Regions from separate parts of the Mus musculus genome. Here region 1 is linked to region 2. Evidence: chromatin contacts called from public promoter capture Hi-C data. All regions are on one chromosome and are shown on one strand. Each heading gives the region's core, a stretch centred on a gene start, on an enhancer-like site or on the middle of the called end of the contact. The rest is flanking DNA. Distances are from core to core; before and after follow the strand shown.

Evidence for each region. Promoter capture Hi-C pulls out the DNA fragments that hold promoters and counts their contacts.
Region 1: a promoter capture Hi-C map of macrophages shows a contact between it and region 2, with 8 read pairs. The contact joins the promoter of Bicra here to the promoter of Slc8a2 in region 2. A contact is called at or near these places in 8 of 39 promoter capture datasets (the C10 cell line, the HPC-7 cell line, cranial neural crest and 4 more), 1 of 484 Hi-C or Micro-C datasets (nephron progenitors), 5 of 115 datasets of contacts at active chromatin or transcription factors (CD8 T cells, bone marrow-derived macrophages, double positive thymocytes and 2 more) and 4 of 9 other capture datasets (adipose tissue, liver, macrophages and 1 more).

What each region holds. Positions count from the first base shown.
Region 1 is chr7:15,998,124-16,000,823 of GRCm38.p6, reverse strand. Bicra (BRD4 interacting chromatin remodeling complex associated protein) reads left to right here and starts at 1,329. Exons shown (of 14, transcript NM_001081418.1): 1 at 1,329-1,430.
Region 2 is chr7:16,128,538-16,131,237 of GRCm38.p6, reverse strand. It overlaps Slc8a2 (solute carrier family 8 (sodium/calcium exchanger), member 2), which reads right to left and starts at 1,412. Exons shown (of 10, transcript NM_148946.3): 1 at 817-1,412.

The sequences.
Region 1 (2,700 bases), core at 80-2,579, 130 kb after region 2:
AAACTCACCATCCTCCTGCCTCTGCATTCTAGGAGATGGGATCACAGGTGTGGGCCTGTCTGTGTGGCCAGACATTTTATTTTCTGATGAGTTCCTTATATGAAATGTCCCCTGGACACTTGTCAGCCATAGAGGCTATAGAGTGTCTGGCAGAGAGAGTCGATGTATGAGGTGAGCGCCATTAGTGACCTCAGTGAGGGGGCACTAGTATATCTGAGATAAGGTACCTTTGCCAGAAACCAAGGCCCTGCATTGAGTGGTTGATGGAGCAGTTGTGCCCACAGGCCTACGGGAACCTGACCCTTTATCCCCCAGGACACAGATGGCATGTTTCAGGGACTATTGTGGCTGCTTAATACAACACACCTGTTTCAAATAATAACTGGCCATAGGGCCAGAAGTTGTAGCACACACCATTAATCTCCATCCTTTGGAAGCAGAGGCAGGCCTTTATGAATTCCAGGTCAGCCAGGGCTACAAAGTGAGGGCATGTCCGTCCATTATCCCCTAGCCCTCCTCCCCACTTCCAGAAAAAGGATAGCCTCTAGAAGGCTGGTGGTGTTACAGCAGTGGAAAAGCAGCTGCCTGAAATTCCCCCATGTGAGGGACTGGGGGCGTGGCTCAGTGATAAAATAATCACTTAATTCAAACATAATTATCTGGGCTCATACCCTAGAACCAAGAATAATGATACAGAACCAGAACTGGGTATTTTATATTAAGCTGAAGTATCAGTAAGTGATTTGGTACAGTGTGTGCCGTGGTGTTACATATGTGTATGCACACCATAGACCTTGTTCTTCCAATAGTATGTAAGATTGCTTTGTGTGCCTTTAAACTTGTGGTTTTCTATCTTTCTTCCTCCTCTCTCTTTTTGTTACCCCTTTAAAAACTTAATAACGGGGGCCTGTTCTGGTGGGACACAGTACAGTCCTGGCATTGGGGGCTGAGGTGAGAGGAACTCAAGTTCACAGGCCAGCCTGAGTTACATGATGTGCTTTGTGGTAAGTAAACTAGTTAACAATAGTCCTTAGCTGTAATCCAGTTTAGCAGCAGTGGTTGTTTACTTCTTTTTAAGTTGTTTTAAAACATAATCTTATGTAGCCCAGGTTTACCTACAACTGTCCATCCTCTTGCCTCAGCCTCCCCAGTGTCAAGATTATAAAAAAAACGTGTTCCCTTGTCTTTCCAGACCTCCCGCTCTTTCCTGTCCTCACTCTCTTCCAGGCTCTTCCCTTCCTCCATCTCTCCCGTCCCTGTCCCTCCATGCATGTCTTTTGCCAGCTGATAACCTTCCTCACTCACAGCTTCTCTCCTTTCTTTCCACAGCTGGCCCCACAAAGGACATTATCAAAGTCCCCAGCCTGGGGCCCTGTGTAGACCTGGAGTGGCCACCGCACCCTTCCCTTCATGATTCGTTCATAGCACAGGTAACCAGGGAAGACCCTCAGTTCACTCTTGGAGGTGCAGTTGTTCCTCTGGGTACTTGTGGGGCCCACTGGCATCTGACTTGCAGAACCTGGTTTAGCGGCCTCCTTCAGTCCCTCCTCTCCAGCCTACATCCCCATGTACAGAGCTGTAGGAAGGGTGTCCCTCAAGCTTCACCTTTTCTTTCATATTCTATAATGAGACAATGTGAGTGTAGCTCAGTGGTAGAGCCCCTGCCTAGAATCCTCCAGTGAGGGGCTGGGGGCGTGGCTTAGTGGTAGAGCCCTGCCTAGAATCCTCCAGTGAGGGGCTGGGGGCGTGGCTTAGTGGTAGAGCCCTGCCTAGAATCCTCCAGTGAGGGGCTGGGGGCGTGGCTTAGTGGTAGAGCCCTGCCTAGAATCCTCCAGTGAGGGGCTGGGGGCGTGGCTTAGTGGTAGAGCCCTGCCTAGAATCCTCCAGTGAGGGGCTGGGGGCGTGGCTTAGTGGTAGAGCCCTGCCTAGAATCCTCCAGTGAGGGGCTGGGGGCGTGGCTTAGTGGTAGAGCCCTGCCTAGAATCCTCCAGTGAGGGGCTGGGGGCGTGGCTCAGTGGTAGAGCCCTGCCTAGAATCCTCCAGTGAGGGGCTGGGGGCGTGGCTCAGTGGTAGAGCCCTGCCTAGAATCCTCCAGTGAGGGGCTGGGGGCGTGGCTTAGTGGTAGAGCCCTGCCTAGAATCCTCCAGTGAGGGGCTGGGGGCGTGGCTTAGTGGTAGAGCCCTGCCTAGAATCCTCCAGTGAGGGGCTGGGGGCGTGGCTCAGTGGTAGAGCCCTGCCTAGAATCCTCCAGTGAGGGGCTGGGGGCGTGGCTTAGTGGTAGAGCCCTGCCTAGAATCCTCCAGTGAGGGGCTGGGGGCGTGGCTCTGGTGGAGCCCCTGCCTAGAATCTTGCTATGAGATGCTAGGGGTGTGGCACAGTTACAGAGCACCTACGAGGCCTGCAGCATCCACAATAATGAGAAAGAAAGGAAAGGCCAGGAAGATAGTTCAGTTGGTAAAGGAGTTAGTTCTCTCTGTCCTGAGCTATAAGTTTCCACAACTCAGGAACTGTGGTCCTCATTGTATCCAGTTCATGATATTGCAATGGAAAGACCAACATGAGGCCAGTGGATTGATGCACTGGAAGAAGGGAAAGATGAATGGATCTGTTTGCCTGGGCATTTCTAAAGTGCATAGGAGTTTAAAAAGACAGTGGAAACAGAGAGGCACTTAGATGATCAAGTGGATCTGTAATAGGAGA
Region 2 (2,700 bases), core at 163-2,662:
AGAACACAAATGTGGCATTAAGGCGTGGAGCTCCTAACCCAGTGATCTTTTAAGCCATCTGGAATCCCCACGCGCCTTCCACGCAGGGCGGGTATCTTGTAGGCAGAAAGCTCACCCCAGCTCTGGCCCAGGTGTTGGTTAGCACCTCGCCTACCTTCTCTGGAGCCCTTCCCGAGGGAAGGAAAACGTCAGGCTGAGCCCCTTTGTAGAGTCCCCAGAAGGTTTCTGCTTTCCCACCCAACCTCGCTGTGAAGGTGTGAGGCTGGAGGAAGTGAGACTGTGAGAAGGACCTGTCTAGCCTGATCTTAGAACAGTGCCCAGGAGTAGCACAGTGCCTCAGAGTTGTCCAAAGAATGAATGGACAGTGAGAGATATGGGAGTTAGACTTTGGAAGGACTGGTCAAATGTTATTACACTGGTTAGGCTGTAGGCAGGACCAGTCTCAGAAAGTCAAGGTTGAGAGGATGGAGAGACCTGGGCTAAAATGGGGTGAGGAGGAGTTGGGGGCACTTCAGGCCCTCGGGGGAGTCCACACTGCGGGGAATCTGCCTCCTCCAGGTTCCCCGTGCATCAGGGGCGGAGACAGAGGTGTGTGGGTGTGAGTTGGCTGCAGGCAGAGGGAGAAGAGGGAGGGGAGAGACAGACCCAGGTGCCCAGAGACGGACAGACAGACATACACCATACACATGGCGCACGCTGAAAGCGGAGCAGCCAGGACTCAGAGCCAGGGCTCAGAAAGCCCCCGCACTTGACGATGCGGCGCAGCCTGGATTCCCGCAACCCCAGAGGCTCCGGACGGCCACGCCGGGCTCTTACCTGCCTTGCGGCCGGGCCGGTCCCCGCTGGGCCCCCGCGGTGGGCGCCTCCGCCCGAGGAGAAAAGGGAGAAAGAGGGAGAGGAGCCGGGGACTGAGGGAGAGCAGGGAGGAGGGAGGAGAGGGGATGCGAGGAGGGGAACCGGGAAGGGGCCGGGAGGAGGGCGGAGCCCAGGGGAGGGGGCGGGGACAGAGAAAAGGGGGGAGTTGAGAGAGCAGCCCCGGAGAGGGGGCTAGACTGGAGAGGTAGGGGAATACAGCTTGGGAGGAGGCCGGGGGAAGGGGGCGGGGACAGAGGAACTGGGGCGGGGGAATCAGCCGTTAAGAGAGTCTAGGCTGAAGGAGGGAGTTGCCGCTGACGGGAGGGGGTGGGACAAGTGAGCTGGGGAAAGGACCACCAGGAGGTGGGAGAGAGGAAATTTAGGCAGGGTGGTGTGTGGGAACAGGGTAGTTGTGGGTTGGAGGACAGGGACAGCCTGGAAGAGGGAGGAGTTGAAGGAGGAGAGAGAGTGGGCACAGGGGAGCTGGGGAAAGGACCACCAGGAGGAGGGATATAGTCGCTGGAGGAAAAGAGGAGCCAGGAGAGGGTAGGGTTTATGGGAGGGAGTGAGGCCTGGGAGCTCAGACTAGAGAACCGCCGAGGGAGGAGCCAATATGAGGAGGCGTGACCAGGGGCGGGGCTACAGAACAGAGACTATGCCCTGCAAAGGGGCAGGAGGGAGGAGCCCGGAAAGGGGCGTAGCCAAGGAAGCTAGTGGGTGGTAGAGGGGCTTGGCAGGGCTGGGGCTGCAGGTTGCCCAATCTTGGGGTTCAGCACTAGAATCCGAGGACAGCGATGGAGGGCGCAAGTTCGTACACCAGTCTGTGCTGTGGTATCCCAGTCCCTCTCTTTGATCACACACGCATAGCAACCCCTCCATACAAGGGCCCAGAGATGTAGTCATTGCTACAAATAGCCACAGGCTGGCAGACCTGGGGGAAGTGGGGGAAGGAATGTCGGGAGGCAGATCTTTCCAAGTTCACAGGCTCAGCCTGCTCAGAGCACCTTACAGAAGACAGGGAACTGCTACCAGAGTGCCCAGGTACGACAAGAACCATTCCCTCTGCCCCTGCCACGCCAAAACACGGTCTCACTCCCAATCCCCAGAGGTAGATGTTGTTAGCTCCATTTTGACATTACGAGGGGGAAACTGAGGCAGCAACTGTGGCTTCAGGTTCTGTATCTTTACCGCATGCTGTACTGCCTCTTGGCTCGCAAGGCAAGGAAGGATCAAGATCACCCAGTGTGGCGGCACACATCTGTTTGATCCCCATACTCAGGGGGCTGAGACAGGAGGATGGCTGAGTTCCAAGCCATCCCCATAGCAAGACCTAGATCAAAACAGTTTTGGGGGAGGGGGCTGATGATGTGGACCAGTTGGTAGCATGTTTGCCAAACATGCACTAAGCCTGGGCTCTGCCCTCAGTACAGTATACACTATGCATGGTGGTGCATGCCTGCAATCCCAGCAATCAAGAAGTGGAGGTGAATCAGGAGTTGAAGGTTACCCTTGGCTAGAGGCCAGCTTTAGCTACATAAGACCCCTTCTTAACTTCCCCCCAACTGCCAAGTCCTAAGCCAAACGTCCTAGGATTCTGAAGCCTTCAGGTGGTTGACTACAACTAGGTGCACAGGTGCAAGCACTCATGCCTGCAAGTGCACACATGCACACACCTCAGGATGTGTGCATCACTCGCCTTCCCATCACTACCCTCAGGACAAACGCCACTCCAGGCTCCCTCTTTCTAGAGGACAGGTGACAGGTGCTGAGCACAAAATGGTACAACAGGAAGAGAAGGCTGGCTTTGCCAGCAGCGTGCCCGCTGCCAGCTCTGGAGGGACACTC